2 separate regions of the Rattus norvegicus genome follow, and region 1 is linked to region 2. The links are chromatin contacts, called in public Hi-C maps. All regions are on one chromosome and are shown on one strand. Each heading gives the region's core, a stretch centred on a gene start, on an enhancer-like site or on the middle of the called end of the contact. The rest is flanking DNA. Distances are from core to core; before and after follow the strand shown.

Region 1 (5,840 bases), core at 1,502-4,001, 76 kb before region 2:
AGCAGAGGTGGAATTTAAACCACCTGGCCCCCAAACCTGGGTTTTCTGCATTCTTCTCTTGGTAAGTTAGCCCACAGCTGCTCTCACATTTGTGGCAGACAGACAAATGCAGCCACAGGGATGACTTGGTCATGACTTGGCCTTTGACGATGGAAAGGAATGGAAGGAGAAATTGGGACAATGAGCAAATCTGGCTCCAGTCACACCTATGCATAGCTAAGTTACCTGTTGGCTTGATTTGCAAGTCTAATCTGTGGAGGCATAGGTCCTCACCTAAGATGCTATCGAGGCCATCCTTCACCCCAAAGCAGAAATGTACAGAATTGTCCTTGGTCAGATACACTGTCATTACTAGGAACTGACCCTTTCTTCTTTGTTCACCTTGTGATCTAGTGCAAGACTCAACCTTTCTGAACTCAATGTCCTCACTCAGACCTACACCAGGGCAAATCATCCGACCTTGCAAGGTTTTCCCGAGGGTTGTGAAATGGTGCATGTGAAAAGCCCAGTGTCTGGCACACAGATGTTGGTGAAACATGTTTTCACAACCTGAGAAGACTGAGCAGGGACGCAATCATGACCTCACTGAATGCCTCTCTGAGAGGCAGGAGCCGGAAGAAGGCTTTCTTATGGGAACTGTCATGATTCACACGCACAGACCATGCAGCCCATTGTCCACATGTGTCCCAGGATGATTATGAACTGACTTCATCTGCCAATTACTTTTGCCGACTGGATCATAGGGTGAACTTTGTAGATAATGTTGTGCTGTAATGCAAAGTGTAGAGGGTTGGTCTGACCCGGCTTTGTATCGTAATGCTAAATACTGGCCCATGAGGCTTAACTGCCTCCAGGGATGAGAGAGTCTGCACGTAGACCCAGCTGATGCTATGCAACCTTGCCCACCAAGTTTTTCCTGATTGGTGAACAAATCAGGCTAGGCAGAACTGAGATAGGCAGGGCTTGGGGGTGCCCAGGCTTAGGGTCGGAGGAGAACCATGAGGGAGAGAGGGAGGTGGAGGGAAGATACCACCAGGTAAGAATCTTAAAATCATGGCCGTGAGGGCTGGGCAATTGGAGTTAAGAGAAAACCAGGTGGAACACAGTAATAAGTAGGGATTATCAATAGGAAAGCAGAGATTAAAGGCATATAGGTAGATATCTGCCCAGCTTTCGTGCTCATAAAGGCTTATTATAAATTAAAGGTCAAGTGTGTCTTTTATCTGGGAATTGAATAGAAGCCCCTGATTGAGATTAAATGTCTTTGACAACATCAAAAGGTTGAACAGGGGCTGGGGATTTAACTCAGTGGTAGAGCGCTTACCTAGGAAGCGCAAGGCCCTGGGTTCGGTCCCCAGCTCCGAAAAAAAGAACCAAAAAAAAAAAAAAAAAAGGTTGAACAGGAGTCCTCAGGAACCCAGTCCTGGAACGGGCAATGCAATGGCTTGTTGAGATGCTTTGGTGAGTCCCTGGGATCTCGGTCAGCCCCTCTCAAGCTATTCTGTGCTGTGCTTGCCGTTGTTATGAAGGCCATACAATACTTGGCACCAAGTTGACAAGATTCTCCCTTGATCTGTTATGGGTATCTGAAGCCCATGATGCTATCTGCTCAAGAGCCTGTGCCCATAGCAGTCATTAGGCCAGGAGCAGAGTTTTAAAAAGAAACTACTCAGGGTTGGGGATTTAACTCAGTGGTAGAGCGCTTGCCTAGCAAGCGCAAGGCCCTGGGTTCGGTCCTCAGCTCCGGAAAAAACAAACAAACAAACAAACAAAAAACAAAAAACAAAAACAAAACAAAACCAAAACAAATAAAAGGAAACTACTCAAATCTGAGAATCGATTGAATGACAAGGGGTATAATGAAGTGACTGTTCTGGACAGGGTGATGCTCACATGTGACCATAGCTCTCTCAAGGCTGAGGAAAGTTCAAAGCCCACGTGAACTATATAATGAGACCTTACTTCCCTCCGCACTTAAAAACAACAAGTGTGTGGGGGAGAGAATGAGGAAGAGGAGGGAAAGGGAAAAGGTGGAGCAGAGGGAAGGGGAGGTGAGGAGAGGGGGTTGATTCACTGTAAATCTACTTCAGAGGCTAAGGGAAAGCACGTGATCCGGTCAAAGGGCATGAATTTTCAGTTACATTCACCGACACTAGAGGGCGACTGTTGACCAGATTATCGCACAGATGTGAAGGCAAAGGCTGCGTGTTTTGGTTTTTTGTTTTATTGTGTGGGTTTTTTTGTTTTGTTTGTTTGTTTGTTTTGTTTTGTTTTAAACAAAGCTGTTCTTCTTCCCTTCCCAGCATGTATGTGACAGTCCAGGTTCACACGAGGCAGTCCTAGCTCGAGGCAGTGAGCAGCTAGTAAGATCACATCTGAGGAAGCTCTCGGAGTGCTCCCAGCAGCTATGGGCCACACAGTTCTGATCTACTCGAGCGTCTCTCCAAATGATGGCTCAGTATTAACAGAAAAAGATACACGCCAAGTGTTCTTGTATTCTTAGGGGACTTGGAAAGATTACTGAAATGAATTGGGTGCAGTTTGGCCACTAGGGGACAGCACGCGGTCACCATTGCTTGTGGCTAGTTAGTTGGACGGGGTTGGGGTGGGGTTGGGGGTTGGCTGGTAAACTATGGGGAAAGACAGGAGACTCCACCTCTGACTCACAAAGGGCTTTGGCTTCAGACCGTGTTTCCTCACAGTGTTGGTTTTGCTTCTCACTTCAGTCCCAGGAAACTGGAGGGTGGGGCAGGAGTTATTGCCCCACTCCGGGGGCCAAGGATTGGAGAATTACCCTGGGAGGGTTAGTGCTATATGAGGTCACAGAGTGGCAGAGGCGGAGCCCACCAGGATCCTGGCTGCTCCTGGAAAACTCCTCTCTCAGAGCCTTGGATAAGCCGGGTTCTGTGAGGTAGGTGAGCGCAGAAACCAGGCAGACAGCGGTAGTTTTTATAATGTCGCCCAGCTCAGTCCTTCCTTGCACACCGGCAAGCCGTAGCTTCAAGGGCTCCACGGCTTAGCTCTACCCTTTACACTTCACCGGAGGAGACTGTGTTCTAGACTCAGACCCAGATCCCCCTCACTCTGCCTCCCTCGGGGCCAAGCACGTCCTTGTCCTTGTTCACGCTTTCTCTGACCCTGTGCAGGTGGGAGATTCGCTTAGTTCCCTCCCTCAGGAACCGAGCACAAAGGGGGCAGCTCACTTAGCTGACCAGACAGGGAGGAATATGTGTTGCACAGGCCGAGTGATCAGGAAAGGCGATTGATTTACGAAGAAGAAAAGGCCAGAAAACAAACAAAACACAGGCACTAAATGGGGAAGCAATTCTCTGCTCCCTGAAAGGAAGATCCAGGGTACTGCCCCAAAGAGTGTAGCCGCCACCTCTGGAACAATAGGTCTGCGCTGTGTGTGTGTGTGTGTGTGTGTGTGTGTGTGTGTGTGTGTGTGTGTGTGTGTGTGCCTCTTCCCCCAATTTTCCCTCTCCTCTTCGGAGTGTCATCTCCCCCACCCCCACCCCTTCTCTCTCAGCTGCACACACACCCAGGAGATAGGAAAACCAGCAAGAAGGGCAAAATCCTTGCCGGAGTCTGGACACTATGAGACGCTATCTTACCACACAGATACTAGTGTTTAATTTCTTTCTGAGAAAGTGAAGGGGATGTTAAACCTACACGAAAAATGAAAGTAGTATTGTTTATTTCCTTAGGGGGTACATAACTGTCATCTAACTCTGACGTGTGTACAGCAAGAAGCAGCCTAGGCTAGTTTGTTTTGATTTTTTTTTCAACTTGAACACTACAGAATACTTAGAGATGTTTTAATATTTTAAAAGATTTATTTATTTTATATATAAGTACACTGTAGCTGTCTTCAGACACACCAGAAGAGGGCATCAGATCTCATTACAGATGGTTGTGAGCCACCCTGTGGTTGCTAGGATTTGAACTCAGGACCTCTGGAAGAACGGTCAGTGCTCTTAACCACTGAGTCATCTCTCCAGCCCTTGAGTTTCTAGATAAAAAATGTGTGCGTGTTTTGTGCGCATATACGGCTGTGCACCACATGTTTGCAGTCCCTTGGAGGCCAAAAGATATCAGAACCCTTGAAACTGGAGTTATAGATGGCTGTGAGCTACCATGAGGGTGCTGGGAACCATTGAACTATTTCTCCAGACCCATTTCATTATTATTATTTTTTTTAAAAGAAGGAGTCAAAAAAGTTGTGGGAGGAAGGAGTTGGTGGCAAAGCAGAGCCAGGCCTGAGGCAGGTGGAGGAGCTTCAGCAAGAGGCCTAGGAAGGTGAGCCAGGTAGATGGCATCCTAAACACTGCCAATCATCCTCAAGGGTCAGAGGTGACAGCCACCGATGGGCACTACCCCTGCTCAGGGTCACGCCGAATGACCTAGGGCTGGTCTGACCAAGCAGGCCCAGCTGTGGGAGGAACTGTCAGAAGGGATACCTGACAGGAGACACAGTTCAGTTCCCCGCCTCCAGCACCACCCTCAGGGGACTGTTGGGTGCAGTTCAAGATTGGGAGAAGAGGAACTAAGAAACTAGATCATGAAAAAGAAAGGAGCCCTTGGCAGACGGCCTGGCATTCCTGAGGCTGTGTTCTGCACCTTCCTGTGAGGGCAGTCAGGCAGGCCCTGATCCAGCTTTCTGCAGCTGAGTCAGCTTCGAACTGAGGCCTCAGACTCAGAGGGTGACAGCCTCCAGAATTAAAGGGGGATTTGAAGATGATTTTGGACTCCTTGTACTGGCACTGGAAAGAACCTGGGAGGAGTTTGTCAAATCTCAGCAAGGGTCGCCATGTTGAATAACATTGGAGGCCAGAAACAGGAAGTGCTGTTTTCCTGCGTAAATGATCTACAGCTCTTGCTGGTAAGCCAAGAACGCTACCTCAAAGAACGGAGATGAAAGTAGCAGGAAGTGTCTGTGGAAACTGGAGCACCTTTCCAGGGCCTAGGAGGGTGTAGGCAGAAAGGAAACCTTAGCTCTGAACGTGACCAGGACTGGTGGAGCTAGGCCAAACAGCCTGAGAGGTCACATATTGGAGAAGGTTGGAGGTAGAACATCGGAGACACCATGTCTGAGGTTCCTTTTGTTCCTAGTGCTCCGTGACAGTTCCCTAAAACTCACTGCTCCAAGGAGATCAGAGAGAATCTCTGTGCTGACTTGAGATTAGCAAGCCTGGGAAGGTCTGGCCATGACCCCTCAGGCAGTTGTGACTCAGTCACCATTTTATGCCATGCTGCCTGGCAGTCACTGAAGGACTTCTGTTTGGCCCTCTCTATGGGCTCTGACTAAGCAGAAAAAGGGTAGATGGCTCATTACCTGGCTGGAAGCATCATTCTGCCTGATCTTCCCACCTGAGTGGTCTGTCCCTCCTCTGCCTTTTGGAAAGCAGAAGTCTGCCTGCCTTTTCCAGAGGCTTCCAAATATGGATACCCAAGCCTCCCTCTGCATGGGGTGGCATGGGAACTTTCACAGGTTTTTTGTTTGGTTTGTGTGTGTGTGTGTGTGTGTGTGTGTGTGTGTGTGTGTTTCATAATGGCTGGTTAGTTTGGTTACTTTTTCTTCGCTGGGATAAAATACTCAACCTAAAGCAGTTTGAGGAGAGGGTTTATTTGGCTTACAGTTTGAGGGGTTAATCCATCATGGTGAGGGAGAAATCAAGGCCTATTTATGGGTGTGGTGCCCTGTGCACCATCACTTGAGAATCAGAGGCAGGTGGACTCTGTGAGTTCAAGGTCAGCTTGGTCTATAGAGTGAGTTCCAGTCCACCCCAGCATGATAAAGAGAGACCCTGTCTCAAAATGAACTAGAGCCTCGTCTCTCA
Region 2 (5,362 bases), core at 1,864-4,363:
ATTTCCGACACCGATAGTAACACCATTTCCCTTAGTGTCTAAAGTACGAGTCTATATACAGGACACAGGGAGCTTTGGAGTCATTGAAATGCTTATCCGTCCTCTCTAGCTCGTCCATATCTTGGAATCAGCAATGCAGAAAATGGGATTCAAGAAGAAAACAAAAACCGAAGTGAGGCTTGAAATGAGCAAAGCAGTGCAGAGGGCTGGCAAGAGCCGGGCACCACTGGAGCCGGAAGAGCATGGAGATTGTCATCTAAGGGAGTGCACAGTGAAACTGGCTGCCCCTTAGCAATATCCGACACAGAACACTCCGACTTGGGGAGGGATGAAAATACCCGGTGACATCAGAGGCTCCTAGCACAGCCAGGGCATTCTAGAGGTGTGCGGTGTCAGGACGGCCTGTGCTGGCCTCATTTATCTACCTGAGTCATTTGAACAAAGCACTCACTGGCTTAGCTTTGTTGTGACTAGAATTTGGAACCAATCCCCTGGCTCTGCCCCCATGGGTTTTGCTTCTGCAGCACGGAGTGGGTATGTAGGGACATGGACTGAATCCTGTGGCAATCAAGGATAGACTGTTCCTTCTCTGGGCCACAGGCTTCTCTAGGAAGGCGCCTTGGCCAAGTGTTTATGTGTCTCCAGAACCAAGTATAGCGTCTGGCAACCGGCAGGTTCTCGCGAATAAATGACAAATCACAGAGACACATTCTGGGAAACACAGGGTTTTTGTGGTGACAGCATGTTCACTAGCAGAGTACCGCGTTGTGGGACTCTTTAGTTTGTGGGACTCTAAGAATAATTTTCACGTTCTGGGAAACCTGTCTGGCTCTGATTACACATGGGAAAGTGCCGTGATGTGGGGATTGGGGTTGTCACAGGCAGACGGAAGACCTCAGGAAAACACACTAAAATGGAGGTATTCATTCTGGGGAGGCTGCAGAATACTCAACGAGCTGGCATTCTTATTCTTCGAGCAAACAAGAGGCCCTGCTTGAACACAAGGGCTGCTGAAGGCCTTAAGAAACCTTACTTCAGACTTCCCTAGGACTCCCACATATTCCCCAGCCTTTCCACTAGGGGGCAGACAGAGGCCAGAGAACATCCCAGGCAGGAGCCCAGTCCCTCACAACGCTGCCAGCCTCCCATCAACACACTAGGCTGTTTGTGCTATGCAGAAGGAGAGGCTAGGCCTTTCTTCCGGCTTGACACAGTCTCATTGATAGTGTATGGTTTGCCTGTGACATTAGACACCGAAAAGTATGATGACCAAAATGTATGGTTCAGAATGAATGTTAATAAATAGAATAAAAAAAATAGGAAGAAAAAAAAAAAAAAAGGAAAGAAAGATCCCTGATGTTTTTTCTTGCCATATGTGGTTTGCGGGATCTTTCCTCATCCTGAGCAATCATGATGTATCTGAATTCAGTGACTTCTAACTAGAAAACTGCATTTGGCCTCTTTCTTGACCTCTTTCTTTAAAACAGCAACGTGGTTTCCATACAAGTTACTGTTTCCTTGGAGGCCCCATTCTACAGCCCTTTGTGTATCAACACACAGAAGAAAATATTTCAAGGGAAATTTATTTTTTAATAACTCCCACATGCCTTAAAAAGTCATTTCCTCCTAAGACACCCAGGGCAATCAGGGCCCCTTAATTGGCTTAATTTTTTATTCTTAATCCTCAAGGGTCGAGGGAAAACAACACAACTATCTTCCTGTTCCTATTATCCTCTCATAAATAGTTGGGCTCATGGGCTTGGCTCTAAAAGAAACTACAGTGAGCCTAAAGGAGTAAACATTTGTCAGACCAGATCCCAGACTCGAAGATCGTCGTAGATGTGAGTTACTCAAATGAAATTGGAGGGTCTGAAAGTTGCCCTCTGGCTTGCTGAGGGCGTTGCCTTAGAACTGGCTCCACATTTGCTAGCTTTAATAGAAATGTTCGTCAAAACAATATTTTGTGACTTTTAATGTATCTTTAATTGTGCTGAGAAAAAAGTAAGCAAAATACAGGAGCTTACTTACAGGGAAGGATCAGCCTGTCCTTAAAACATGGGTTTCTAGTGGAATAGAAATTCTTATGCAAATCATTTCAAGTCATAGACTTTTTTTTTTGAATGCTATCCCCGATTTCATGCTGATATTTTCACAGCTCAGAAATAGCCTATAAAGACAGAGCCTGACATCAAGTTGCTTTCATGGTCTGCAAAATGATCTTAAGAATTACCTAAAAATGTGCTGTTTTTAAATGACTTGTTCATCTAAAGTAATTTGATTTTCAATTAAAATAAAATAAACAGGCTTGGATATATTTGGACACAGATGTTGCTGTGCCTTCCAGATTCCTTTGTTTAAAGGTGTTTTCTAACTGACAAGATGTGTGGAGAAGACATTCATCTGATTGGGTATTCAGGCTTACAAAGAAAGTAATTACAGGGCCAGAGAGAGGACTTACCCTCCTTCATCTAAATTCCCTTCCACATATCAACATAGTTTGACCTTGATTTTTTTTAGATGTAAGTAAAGGACACTGATGTAATTCAAATAAAGCAATCTTTCAAATAACCCAAGGAATCTGGAATCAGAGATGACAGGCCCGAAGGACGAAAGCCTGAAGGGGTAACAGATTCTCCAGTCCTCACGCTGGATGCGTCTTCCCTTCCTATTGAGCTAAGATATTTTTGTCTTCTTTCCAGGGAACATTTGTTTGCCCAGTCCTCTGGAAAATGCCCAAATGCTGGCTTCCCCTTTCCCTCCCTCTCTCTTGCTTCCCCTCTCTCCCTCCCTACCTCCCTCTCTAAGCCCTTCTGGTTTTTCAGTCTCCCACTGACATTTGCACCAAGGCAGCCTCTGTGGTCAGAGAGGTGACCTCCAACCTTCCTCGCCTTTCTCGGAGGGCAGAGGCCCTCCCTTCTGCCCCTGACAAAGCACTTTCAGTCAACTCTTGGGTTTCTTCATGGTTGATTAAACTGTCTGTGTTTATTCAGGACCCTTCTCCTCTTTCTGTGTCCGGCCGCTGACCTTTCTGTTGCTTCATTGTCAGAGGAGAAAGCTCACGGGGCAGTCAGTCCGAATGCTTGTTAGCAGCCCTGGAAAACAGCTAGGCCACGGAAATTATTAGCGCGTCTTCAAAGCCAGTGGCTTTTCACCTGGGTAGCTGCCGTTGCCGGCGAAGCCAGAGGCACATGAAGAGAGCAAAAAACATTAGGTAGCTTGTGAGTAACGGTTCCTGGGTCCTTCTGGAACCGAATGGATGCTGATCATCTTGTTGTTAATGTCCTCGCGGCTTCCTGTAGTGTGAGGTCCTGAATGATGGTTGATCAGACTTTTGTCGCTTGGAGAGAGGAATGAAAAGGAAAGCGAAGCTCAGAGTTCTGTTGAGTAGCCAAAGACCAGGCAGGAAGGATGCTTTGAGCCAGAACTCCCTGCCTGCCGCAGTCCCCCTCCTACCCATGCATGAAAATTCTTGTCAGTATGATGGCTGACCCCTACTGTAACCCTGCCCTGGGCACGCCCAGGTCCCAGCAGGGCCATCAGCTGGCTAAAACCCAATCTTCATGTGGTTCTACCACACGGGAGCATCCCTTCTTTTCCTACACATTGTGACCAGCACCTGCTGTACTTTCCTCTCCAAAAGGCATTTTTGTATTCCGCTTCTTTGTGTATGAATTTCATCCTCCTGGCTTGGCTGCCAGCGCTCAGAGAGTGGGAAGAAGCCGCCTTTATCTCCCTGTGCCTGGAAGCACGGGTTGCGTATTTGAGTGAGGGTGGATAATGGAGGTGCAGATGGACGCTCTCTACATCACCTTTCTTCCTCTGCCCAGTCACTGCTGCCCATCTCAGACTGTTAGCTTTCAGGGGACTGGGATTCCACTTATGCCCTTAGTCACTGAAAGAGACACAGAGTAGCTGACTTCAGACTAGTCAAAGGCAATCACTAGGACTGATTTATTTATTGTTTATTATTATTATTATTATTATTATTATTATTATTATTATTATTATTATTGTCGTCGTCGTCGTCGTCGTCATCATCATCAACTTCAGGCTGGCCTCAAACTTTCTATATAAGTCCAGCATTGTCTTGAACCCCTGGTTCTCCTGCTTCTGCCTTTCCTGTGCTGGGATTATAGACGAGTACTGCCGTTATTCCTGGCTAATAAATTAAGTTTTGATGGTCGACGACTCTGTGCAGGTTTTCCGGTTACCCTTGCTCTGTTCTGTTTTTTTTTTTTTTTTCTGTTTAGTCAGCGACAGCTGGGCTGGTGAGAGGATGAGGCTTGCTCTAGGCAAGGCTTCTTCAGCTCTTTGACATCTGGAGTCTGCTGCCTATTGTAGGTTTACAACATTCCTTATCTCTGGCTTCTAAATTCCAGTAGCAACCCCCATCCGTGGCAGCTGAAACCTGCTCTGTCATTGCCAAATGTCCCTAGAGTCCAAGTGGGGATAGACTGATGGCCTCTGGGGAGGCCACAGCCGCCATGGAGAGAGAGAGAGAGAGAGAGAGAGAGAGAGAGAGAGAGAGAGAGAGAGAGGTGTGACCTGCAGAACCAGAGGGCTTTCTTCTTTTCTAGAAGGCTTTCTTTTTAGACATTCATTCATTTGTGTGTGGAGGGCAGAAGACAACTTGTAGGAGTCATTTGTCTCATTCCATCATTGGGCTGTAGGATTGAAGTCCAGGGATTGGGGATTTAGCTCAGTGGTAGAGCCCTTGCCTAGCTAGCGCAAGGCCCTGGGTTCGGTCCTTAGCTCCAGAAAAGAAAAAGATTGAAGTCCAGACTTCAGACTTGGCAGCAAGCACCCTTACCCACTGAGCCATCTTGCCAACTCTTGGTTTTGTTTTGTTTTCTTTTGAATGTAACCAGTGTCTGTCCTGGCCAGTTTGGGGAGAAAGTCTCTCTAAGTGGACTTACATTATATAGTATTTTAGCACTCTGTGTTAATTGTCCTCCCAGGGCCATTTTCTTTTTAAGTTGCTGCTCCTGGGATGGATCCTTCCATCTGGGGCTTGGACTCATCTTGTTTCAGGAACCCTGTGGCTTACTGAACCAGGGACAGGATGAACCACGGGAAGAGGAAACAGCTGGGCAACTCTGGTGGCGAGGACAATATTTGGGGTTTGATTCCTCCACTATCTTGACCTAGGAATTAGATTTTTACCCTCCTCTTCCCTGAGGATTCAAAAACATTTGGGAACAATAATCACACAATCTGAACTCACACAACACCTGGCTACAAACCAGATGTTACAATACTGATTCTCCCTAGAGCTCTTGCTAGGCTCTGGCAGGCAGCATGGAATGCAGTCCAGAGTGCTCACAGGGCCCCCAGGCCAGCAAGCTCTGGTCTCTGGTCAATG

Evidence for each region. Hi-C and Micro-C count contacts between places; a contact is called where the count stands out from the background.
Region 1: a contact with region 2 is called in a Hi-C map of the Rat2 cell line, with 16 times the contacts expected there. The contact joins two enhancer-like sites. A contact is called at or near these places in 9 of 12 Hi-C or Micro-C datasets (the A7r5 cell line, the Rat2 cell line, Schwann cells and 4 more) and 1 of 1 datasets of contacts at active chromatin or transcription factors (oligodendrocytes).

The regions. Positions count from the first base shown.
Region 1 is chr2:152,476,517-152,482,356 of GRCr8, reverse strand. No RefSeq gene overlaps it. Among named protein-coding and RNA genes, the nearest start is that of Ccnl1, 28 kb to the left of the region's middle. Within about 2 kb of position 2,751, at least 60 of the 93 cell types and tissues checked have an H3K27ac peak or open chromatin away from gene starts, as enhancers often do.
Region 2 is chr2:152,401,827-152,407,188 of GRCr8, reverse strand. No RefSeq gene overlaps it. Among named protein-coding and RNA genes, the nearest start is that of Trnaa-agc101, 14 kb to the right of the region's middle. Within about 2 kb of position 3,113, at least 17 of the 93 cell types and tissues checked have an H3K27ac peak or open chromatin away from gene starts, as enhancers often do.